Regions from separate parts of the Capra hircus genome. Here region 2 is linked to region 1. The links are chromatin contacts, called in public Hi-C maps. All regions are on one chromosome and are shown on one strand. Each heading gives the region's core, a stretch centred on a gene start, on an enhancer-like site or on the middle of the called end of the contact. The rest is flanking DNA. Distances are from core to core; before and after follow the strand shown.

Evidence for each region. A called contact is a pair of places that touch in the nucleus more often than the background predicts.
Region 2: a Hi-C map of blood shows a contact between it and region 1, with 2.1 times the contacts expected there. The contact joins two enhancer-like sites. A contact is called at or near these places in 2 of 5 Hi-C or Micro-C datasets (both in blood).

Annotation. Positions count from the first base shown.
Region 1 is chr15:48,909,422-48,914,709 of ARS1.2, reverse strand. It overlaps UBASH3B (ubiquitin-associated and SH3 domain-containing protein B), which reads left to right. Exons shown (of 14, transcript XM_018059637.1): 6 at 2,612-2,820. Among named protein-coding and RNA genes, the nearest start is that of CRTAM, 41 kb to the right of the region's middle. Within about 2 kb of position 3,544, at least 2 of the 5 cell types and tissues checked have an H3K27ac peak or open chromatin away from gene starts, as enhancers often do.
Region 2 is chr15:49,083,527-49,088,574 of ARS1.2, reverse strand. No RefSeq gene overlaps it. Among named protein-coding and RNA genes, the nearest start is that of UBASH3B, 45 kb to the right of the region's middle. Within about 2 kb of position 3,209, at least 1 of the 5 cell types and tissues checked has an H3K27ac peak or open chromatin away from gene starts, as enhancers often do.

The DNA.
Region 1 (5,288 bases), core at 2,295-4,794:
TGGGTGCAACACAGTGATGACATTTTGCTAGACTGTTGGTATGGACTAGAGGGCCTCCCATAAGAGAGGTTGCAGCAACAACAGCAAAATTGCCACAGCTGTAAAAAAGGCTTCAAAGGCAAAGAGGGTCAGTTCCTATCATCACGAAGGGCTGTACCTGCCCTTCCCAGGGTAGCAAACTTTGAGCTTAGTCCCCAAGTAGGAAGGGAGGAAAACATACTTGAAATAGACTCGAGAATTCTTACAAGTAGATGCTAGACATAAGAGAGTAAGTATCATGTAGGACAAAACTTGGAGAAAGGAATGGCAACCCACTCTTGTCCTTGCCTGGAGAATCCCACGGGCAGAGGAGCCCGATGTGGGCTACAGTCCACGGACTTGCAAAGAGTCAGACGCAACTGAGTGACTAACACTTTCAGGACAAAACTAGGCAGTGTGTCCTGAGATCTCCCAAACTTGGGCTGACTTTTGCATGCCGTGCGGTTTCGGTGAGCAGGAAAGAACTATGGGGACCTGAGCACCGGTTATAATTTGAGATTTGCTGCAGTACATTGATTTTCTTTATTGCTCATTCGGTAAATCAAAGCTCCTTGTTGTGCAACTGCTCTCTGCCTAGGAGTTGTACCTTCTGCTCCTTTCTGTACCTCAACCTCCCTGGGATCTCGTAGAGCCAGAAGACTCACCCCCAAGTGAAAGGAGGGATGAGATCTTCCCTGTCATTTTTGAGTTTCTCAAAGGAAAGGCCTGCCGCTGAGTCAGAGGCATCATTACCCAAGACTGTGCTGCGCTTGAGCATCTAAGGAACCTGAGTTTAGACTTGTTTCCTGTGACTCGGTGCCTCTCTCCACCCTGTTCCAGGAAAAGGAGCATTGCTTCTGGTGTCTCATCACATACCTAGCTTAGAGATTTAAGTGGTTGGTTGTGAATTTTTTTCTTTTTCCTTAAGCTGTTTTTTAACAACCCAGCAAAAAAACCTTCCTGGTTCATTTGAAAATGTAATTTGAGCGTGTATCTGACAGAGGAGTGGGGAGTCGATGGGATGGAAGAAGATCTCGAGCCAATAGATGCTGGAGTGAGGATTCGGAGAGGAAGTGGGTGCCCTAAATAAAAGGGATGTCAGAAATCCAGTGGGGCATTCAAGTTCTGTGCATTATCACATTCATTCTCTGGTGGGGGGAAATCATTTTTACTGGCTCTTCTCGTTAGAGATTTCCAGAAGGAAATTCTTTATGATATCTGATGGATCACCTTGACCCCAAGGAGCCGATTAGCTCACAGGCCTACCTAGCATAGGCTTTGGGGGTTAGCATCAGCTTGATGGAAAGATAACCCCTTGAAAGCCAGGAGTCATGGTTCAATAGAAATAATTACACCTCTTCTGTGTACTAGAGTCCTCAGGAGTTTTCTTAGATTGTCTCATTTAACTTTTATAGTGTAAGTATTATTTTACAGATGAGAAAATAAAATGGTAGCCGCTCAGTCGTGTCCAACTCTTTGCAATCCCATGGACTGTAGCCCACCAGGTTAGTCTGTCCATGGGATTCTCCAAGCAAGAATACTGGAGTGGGTTCCCATACCCTCTTCCAAGGGATCTTCTTGACCCAGGGTTTGAACCTGGATCTCCAGCATTGCAGGCAGATTCTTTACCATCTGAGCTACCAGGGAAGCCCCTGCAGATGAGAAATAACAGAGGCCAAACAAAGTTAAAAACCCATACGTGGGAACCAGAATACTTAGCTTTCCTCTAGTGGCTTCAGGATTGAAGGAAAAGCTGATAAAACAGCTCCATCTTAGTGTCCTCTTATGAAACACATAGAAAAATATTTTCCTTAGTATTGAGGTCTCCTGCTGTTAACAGAAAAGTAGTAAAATATTAATAGATGTTTTCCAGAGTATCTTCATACGTCTGCCTGTGAGGCAAAATAAATAAGGAGGCAAAATATGGAATAAATCAGACAAGTGACATGGCCTGGGGTTGGCCCAAGGGGCTTTTTCTGAGCCCAAAGAGGGAACACGTGGTCTCCACCTGCTGACTGACAAGAGCTGGTTACACACAGGACACTGATGGCTGTGAAAGATATTTTTCTTTCGAAGTCTTTGTTAACCATGGAGGTTTAAAGAAAGCTCTTTGAAGGCAGGACCGTGTCTTATTTGAGCTGCTCAGTTACATGGAGAGGAGACATTTCATCCCCAAAGCCTTCCTAGCAGAGTCTCTCATCTGGGCGTTGGTGACATTGCATGGAAGACTCCTTTCCATGAGCTGTGTGTCCAGGGTCTCTTACGGCATCAACGTGGCAGACAGAGCAGGGAAAACGAGGTCCAAACCCGTCTGTAAAGCAGTTTACTGGAGAACCTACAGGTTTTCATATGAATTTCTAAAAGCCATGTCTTTTGAAGCAAAGCTATGCCTGAAGGAAAGTCTGGAACGAGCCAGAAGCACTAGCATATCCTGAGAGGAGGAGAAACTCCTTCTGATCTGAATCCAGATCTACTCGGAGCCTGCAGACTCCAGAGGTGCCCGTGAACGCGAGCAGAGCCCACAGGCGGGCCCTGAGCGCTCAGCAGAGCTGGTCAGGCGTGGGCCTCACGCCTCCCTCTCCCCCTTTTCCAGACATTGCAGGTGATCTACCCGTACACCCCGCAGAACGACGACGAGCTGGAGCTAGTCCCCGGGGACTTCATCTTCATGTCGCCCATGGAGCAGACCAGCACCAGCGAGGGCTGGATCTACGGCACCTCCCTGACCACGGGCTGCTCTGGACTCCTGCCGGAGAACTACATCACCAAGGCCGACGAGTGCAGCACCTGGATATTTCACGGGTGAGCCCGTGCCGGGCTCTCTGCCTGCTGCTTTTCGAAGGACACTGTGGCCCTTGAGGAGGTGGCGGGACACGCAGGGCGGCAGGAGCAGTGCGTGGAGTCCAGCGCTCTTGGCCCCAGACGTTCAGGGAAGGGCGGAGCTGGGGCACGGGAAGAGCGGGATGCCCCGCTTTACCCCACCCGCCACCACGGCTGGAACATCTGTCAGAGTTCTCCATCAGAGACCAAACAGGCTGCTTAGGGCACATCTCTTCTGGCCTCAGTGTGGGTCAGCCCACCGCCGAGTCTTTATGGCTTTGGGGCTTCTGTGCACTTTGTCCCGGGTCATTGCACAGACTCCCCAGAGAAGCAGGACAGATTCCCACTATGCCAGCCAGCCAGTAGTGAACAGGTTTGCCAAGGTCAGCGGACCTGACCGCCTGAGCCAGTCCTCAGACCTGGCACATGAATGCCTAGATGACAGAGACCATTTCTGTGGAAATGGGTAACCTCCAGAGGCTGAGGGAGGCAGGCGGGCCCTTCCCCACCCAGGTCTTCTGTGGAGTGCCCCCAGACCAGCCTGTTCCCACGTTGAGTGGCCTGTGCTGTATGACCAGCTTTGTCCTGATGGGTGCCTCTTGTTCCTCTTTTGTGCTTCTTAATCCGGGAAGTTCAGAGCCAGCCCTTCCCTGGCGCATTTTGGGCGCCTGGCCGGGGCGTGCATGCTGGTTTCCCTCCCTCTTGTTCTTGCCTTGTGCCAACGTGGCTGAGAGCCGGCAGCTCTGAGCACCAGCTGCATGGTGTGCAACGTTGTTATCACTGTCATGAAAGAGAAGCAGAGACGGGCAATTTCACTGAGTGTTTTGCCTAAAGGGAGAAAAGAAAAGACAGTCCCCTCCCCTGATTAGCAGCGGGCAAACCACAAACCCGATGATGAGAACGAGTATCTTCTTCCCTAATAACCCTCCCCAGCAAGCCTGCCTCTTCCTTCCCACCCCCACCCCATGAACATTCAGCATTTTGTAGCTCAGAACGGAAGGTCAAAGCTGCCTCATGTTCAGAAGTGTTTCTAAGTTGGGTTTCCAAAGTCACCATTGTGTTTTGTTTGGTTGGTTGGGCTTTTTTTTTGGCCATGCCATGTAGCATGTGGGATCTTAGTTTCCCAACCAAGGATCGAACTTGTGCCCCACTGCCTGAATCCAGGAAGCTCAGAGTCTTAACCCCTGGACCGCCAGGGTAGTCCCCAAAGTAACCATTTTATGCTTATAAAAAAACAAATGCCATATTCATGAAGAAACATAATCAAAAGATTTGATGATACCCAGCTCCCAGATCATTCTTACCAGTAGGGCTCACTGTGGAAGGAGGGCATGCAGGGGGATTCCTGCTGGCCCCTTGCAGGTCTCTGCATCCAGACCACTCCTGCCGAAACAGGGGCAGCCTCAGCGCCCTCAGTCCACAGACCCCAGGGAGGTCAGTGTGTCACCTCCCTTTATTTTGGGAACTATGTCTGAAATTTCCGCTTTCACAGCCAGCCTGGCTGAGAATGGGGAAATACTAATGTATTAGGTGTTAGGGTGCCATAATTGCGAATTGAGTTTTTATTCTAGTAGTCTTGAATTCAAATTCTAACTCTCCCATGCACCAGCTGTGTGACCTTGGCCAAGTTGCGTGACCTCTCTGAGCCTCAGTTTGCTAATCTATGAAGTGAAGCCAACAGTTGCATTTCCCTCGTAGGTATCTGTGAACACTGCTGCTTAGGGATCAGTGCCATGTATAAAACAGCACGGGGTCTAAAACAGCCGTTAGCTTTATGGTAATCTTTCTCTAACTCGTCTTTCCTAGTCCTCTCTTACATGCTCACCAAATCAGAGGTCCCTTCCACTGCAGTGACCCTATAGCAGAGTGGTGCTTTCCTGTTTATCGCAGAAGTAGAAATGACTCAGGCTATCAGATGGTCTTGCTTCACTCCTAATCCCAGGTAGCCTGGGGGAGGGAGAGTCACAGGGCTCCTCAAGTAGGACCTGCTGACTTGCTGAGAAGTTGCAGAGGGGATTCCAGCATCAGGGAGGGACTTGGAGGGGTCAGCGACCCTTCACGACTCTTCTTCCTCTGTCCTCAAGTTTTCTGAGTCCCTCCTAAGGAAACATTTTCCTACCACCTTTGTGAGAGCACCTCGCCTGGTTCTGAGGATCTCCAGACATGTCGGTTGGCGGAAGCCTCTGAGTTGGAGTGGGCTAAGCAGTCCTCCTCAGCTGACCCCCAGGTCTGATGTGCCCTTGGGAGGTGTTTCCATGGTAATTACAGGTGTCAGGTACATCATCCTCTCTACTCTGCACCTGATCGGACTGTCTGATTGGAACTGTCGGCCTCACGCTGTCTCCGGGAGTCGGGGCCTTTGATTCTAGTGATACCTGAGAAGAGGAGGAGGCCGGCAGTCTCCTTGCCAGCTGAGCTGAAGGAGAAGGGATCCTGCCAGTGTCTTCACA
Region 2 (5,048 bases), core at 1,960-4,459, 170 kb before region 1:
TGCTTTAGGTGTAGAGTTAGGTTATTCATTTGATTTCTCTCCTGTTTCTTGAGGTAGGCTTGTATTGCTATGAACCTTCCCCTTAGCATGAAGTGGCAACTTCTAAGCTCCTACATGCAGAACCTGAAAGCAGAAGTCCTTAACTTTTTAAAGTCACAAATTTTACTTTTTAATTTGCATTTTAAAGGGGCCATAAGTTGAAAAACAGATTACAGCTTAGGGGAAATATTTTCAATTCACATTATATGCAAAATCTAATCTGACAGAATGTGGTCCACTGGAGAAGGGAATGGCAAACCACTTCAGTATTCTTGCCTTGAGAACCCCATGAACAGTATGAAAAGGCAAAATGATAGGATACTGAAAGAGGAACGGACAGGGAGGCCTGGTGTGCTGCAATTCATAGGGTCACAAGGAGTCGGACACAACTGAGCGACTGAACTTAACTGAACTGAACTGAATCTCCTTAATAGAAAATGGACAAGGACAAGAATGAAATTATAGAATAATTACAGATGTCTTTTAAGTATTTAAAAAGTTGTTCAAATATATACAAAGTATTTTTTAAATGCTTACTTAATTACTTTTTGCTTTTATTATTATTACCTTCCAAATAAATAGATGCAAATTAAAACTATTAGATATCATTTTAAATTTATGTTGCCAAAGATTAAAAAAAAATGGATAATGCAATGTATGAGTATTTCTATACTTCATTTTTGAGAGGATAATTTGATACAAATCTTGCTAAATCTTGCTAAATTTGAAACATCATCAACAGTGAAAAGATATCTTCTCTTTATGCAGCAATTTCAGTTCTAGGGTTGATCCTTCAGATATATATGTGCTCAGCCATGCAAGTATAAGAATATTAATTGTAGCATCTTTAGTAATGAGACTGGAAACAGTTATATACCCTGTGATAAAGCAATATAATAAAATGTAGCTCTTTAATAGAATAAGGTGGTGCTCCAGTATGTCTGCCTAGGTTTTTATTGGAAGGACTGATGCTGAAGCTAAAACTCCAATACTTTGGCCACCTCATGCAAAGAGCTGATTCATTGGAAAAGACCCTGATGCTGGGAGGGATTGGGGGCAGGAGGAGAAGGGGACAACAGGGGATGAGATGGCTGGATGGCATCACCGACTCAATGGACATGAGTTTGAGTGAACTCCAGGAGTTGGTGATGGACAGGGAGGCCTGGGGTGCTGTGATTGATGGGGTTGCAAAGAGTCGGACACAACTGAGCAACTGAACTGAACTAGTATGTCCATGGAAAGATTTTGAAAATGTCACATTAAGAAACCAAATACAGAAAAAGACTGTTCTACCAATTATGTTTTTTTTTTTTTTTTTAAGTGGGGATAATCTTGAAGGAGAAAACAATGTTCGTGGTTGATTCTAAGAAGTCGTGGATTAGGAATCTGAGAGGGAAGACTCACCTATGTCTTTCATTTTGTGCTTTTATTGCTTCAGAAAAAGAGAGGGAGAGAGAATGCAATCAAGCACACCTGTGTAGAGCCTTGCTGCTAGTCACAAGAAACAGACAGTTCAGTTAATGGTTTTGAAACAGGAAGGAAGGGGACAGGGCACAACCTTTAAAAGAATGACAGAGCTGTTGTGGATACAACAAAAAAAAATTGGTTAGAACCTATTAGGCCCAAGATGGCAGGAGATGTGACTCCCAGTAGACTTCGAGCCTCATAATGTACTCCTGGTGTTATATTAGCATATGCTGAATGACACACCCACAGGCATCATGACAGTCCTGAGGCTGACCATAAAAGGCAAAAAGTGGACAGTGGCCCAAATCCTGGAAATCCCACCTCTTCTCCAAAATGATTGAAAAAAGTCCCCTTGCTTCTTAGCCTATGAAATTACCCAACCCTTAAAACCAACCACCCCGTATTCCAGGGCCACTCTTGACTTATGAAACAGACCACATTCTGTCTATAGAATGTGCATCTCCCTAAAAGACCTACTTCTTACCTCTTTGTCTCTTACTAAATTCTTTCTGCGCCGAGACATAAAGAAAAGAACCTGAATTTCATTAAGTCTTGACACCAACTGTGTATGCATGCACGCTCCACTTCAGTTGTGTCTGGCTGTTTGTGATCCAGTGGTCTGTAGCCCACCAGGCTCCTCTGTCCATGACACCAAGTGAGTGATTCTATTTAAAAGACAGTGGACTCAAGTCCCAATCTGAGTTGTGCAGTTTCAGTTTCAGTGCTTTTCTAAGTTGAGGAAGATGCAAGAATCCTGGTTCCTAAAGAATCTCTCCTGGAAATATCTGACTGTCTGAAGCCCTGTTCTGCCAGTTCTCTCAGAGCACAGAATGCCTCATTCCACCTGGAGTCCCTTTCAGAGTGTGCTGAAGGTCAGTAACAGCAGTACCTAATAACTTAATTCTCGTAGAATCAGGTGGTAAGACACATCCTTTAGTTGGCAAGTAGGTAAAAAGCTTCAGTTATGCAAGATGAACAAGTTCTAGAGACCTGCTGTGCAACCTTGTACCTATAGTTAGCCATACTGTAGCACACTTACTAATAAGTTAAGAGGGTAGATGGCATGTTAAATATTCTTACCACAATGAAAAACATGCTTGACAACAAACAAGCAAATAAGTAAATACATTTTTAATAAATAAAGTCCCATACACATCAGCTGGTTCTAATCCTTAGCACAGTAACAGATCACAACACAAGGATCCTTAAGAAACCCAAATAAAATCCGATATTTTAATTTCTAAACTCAATAGGGGAAAAACAACAACAAAATCAGGCTTCAGTAGGGCATCTCTCACATACCTACATTATTCAGCACAGTCCTTTGAATATAACAGAAATGCAATCTCAAAATCTGCTATGGGTTTCATTAAATGGTTTTCACTACTATTGAACATTAACTTATCTGCATTGATGCATATAGGAGATTTCCTCAGTTAAAAGCAGGCTTCCTCAGACAAAAACTCGTTGAAAATGTAAACATCATTAAAATGTCATCCCTCAGCTTTCAACTCCCTGAGGCTGATCACACCAGAAATTTTCATCTTTTGCTCAAGTATAAGTTGGCTCTTAGATCAGATGGCTGTTTCAGGCCTATGCTCTTCTTTTGCAAAATAAGCGTTCAAATGTGACTGGAATAAGCATAGCAGCTGTTCTTGGGAGGGAGAGGGACACGGGAAAGAGTGTGAGCAGACTTCTCCGGCTGGCAGATGCTGTGATTTCTCTCTCAGTGCAGCAGTTATGCTGAGCTATACACTTCTGCACACACACATTCCCTTGGCAAACAGACTGTTCTTTTTGATGTGTGCCTCCCACAGCCTGGTGGCATCTTGTGCAGGCTCCTCCAGGGACCCATAAGCCAGCTCCTAGGCATTTCTAAAGGAAATCAACCCTGAATATTCACTGGAAGGACTGAAGCTGAAGCTCCCTAATACTTTGGCCACCTGATGCAAAGAACCAGCTCGTTGGAAAAGACCCCGATGCTGGCAAAGGTTGAGGGCCAGAGGAGAAGGGGCCGACAGAGGCTGAGATGGTTGGATAGCATCACCAACTCAATGGACATGAGTTTAAGCAAGCTCTGGGAGATAGTGAAGGACAGGAAATCCTGGTGGGCGGCAGTCGGTGGAGTCCCAGAGTCAGACAGGACTTAGTGACTGAACTACAAGGAATGCATAGCCCAAGGAAAACCACAAGGGGGCACTTTTGTGCACAGGTGAACCTGACTTTAGGAGACAAAACATCACCAACAGCAGAGGAGAGAACGTAGCTGGAGATCGTGGCCAGAGATGAGAAAGGAGAGACTGCCTGCTGTAAAAGCCACTCAGGACTTTTATCTTATTTAAAAAAAATTTTTTTTTATAATTTTGGCTGTGCTGGGTCTTACCTGCAGCATGTGGAATCTAGTTGCCTGACCAGGGATTGAATCCAGGCCATATGCGTTGGGAGCAGAGGCTTAGCCACTGGACCAGCAGGGAAGTCCCCAACTAGGGATTTTTAAAGTGGCATAAACTAGCTGCTCCCCTCCAATCTAGATGTGTGTGTGCATGCTTAGTCATGTCCAACTCTTTGTGACCCGTTGACTGACTGTAGCCCACCAGCCTCCTCTGTCCATGGGGTTTCCCAGGCAAGAATACTGGAGTGGGTTGCCATTTCCTTTTTCAGGGGATCTCCCCCACCCAGGGAAGAAGAACCCAGGTCTCCTCTTTCTCGTGTATTGGTGGATGGATTCTTTACCACTGAGCCACCTGGGACCTTGATTAAAATGAAAATAAACCTCAAACGAAATACATACAAGAAATTATTTAACAAGGGACTTACCAGTAGTCCAATGGTTAAGAATCCACCTTCCAATGCAAGGGACACAGGTTCGATCCCTGTTCAGGGAACAGAGATCCCACATGCCTAAGGGCATCTGAACCTGTGCACTGCAACTAGTGAGCTCTAGAGTCCATGCTCCACAGCTAGAGAAAGGCCACTGAGGCAATGAAGACCCAGTGTGGCCAAAAGAAAAGAAAAATTATTCAACAAGCATTAAGAACAAACTGAAAGAGCACAGTTCATATAACTTGTTTGTCAAACACAATGAATCCTAGCTCTCTGTTCCTTTACTGCTTCAAACATTCCACAAGGTAGGCACAACATTCCAAAGGAAAGATTCTGGTACCCAAAGAAGCAATATTAGCTGACAGAAGTTTATGCCACTTTTAAAATTCCTAGGTGGGGACTTCCCTGCTGATCCAGTGGCTAAGATTCTGCTCCCAGTGCAGGTGGCCTGGGTTCAATCCCTGGTCAGGCAACTAGATTCCACATGCTGCAGCTAAGACCCCCAGCTTCACAGGGATCAAGTCCTGCGTGTTGTTTCCCAAGGGAGCTGACACAGAGCTCGAGGACTTTTTATACTCTGTTCAAAGTGTCTGTTTGATAGGGACAGAGTGAAGAGACAAAGTAGGTGAGTAGATAGTTCATCCCACTAGGGGGTTATAAGTAGAAAAAATATGGGCAACCCCTGTAAGTTAATGATTACTCAAGAAAGCAGGATGCTT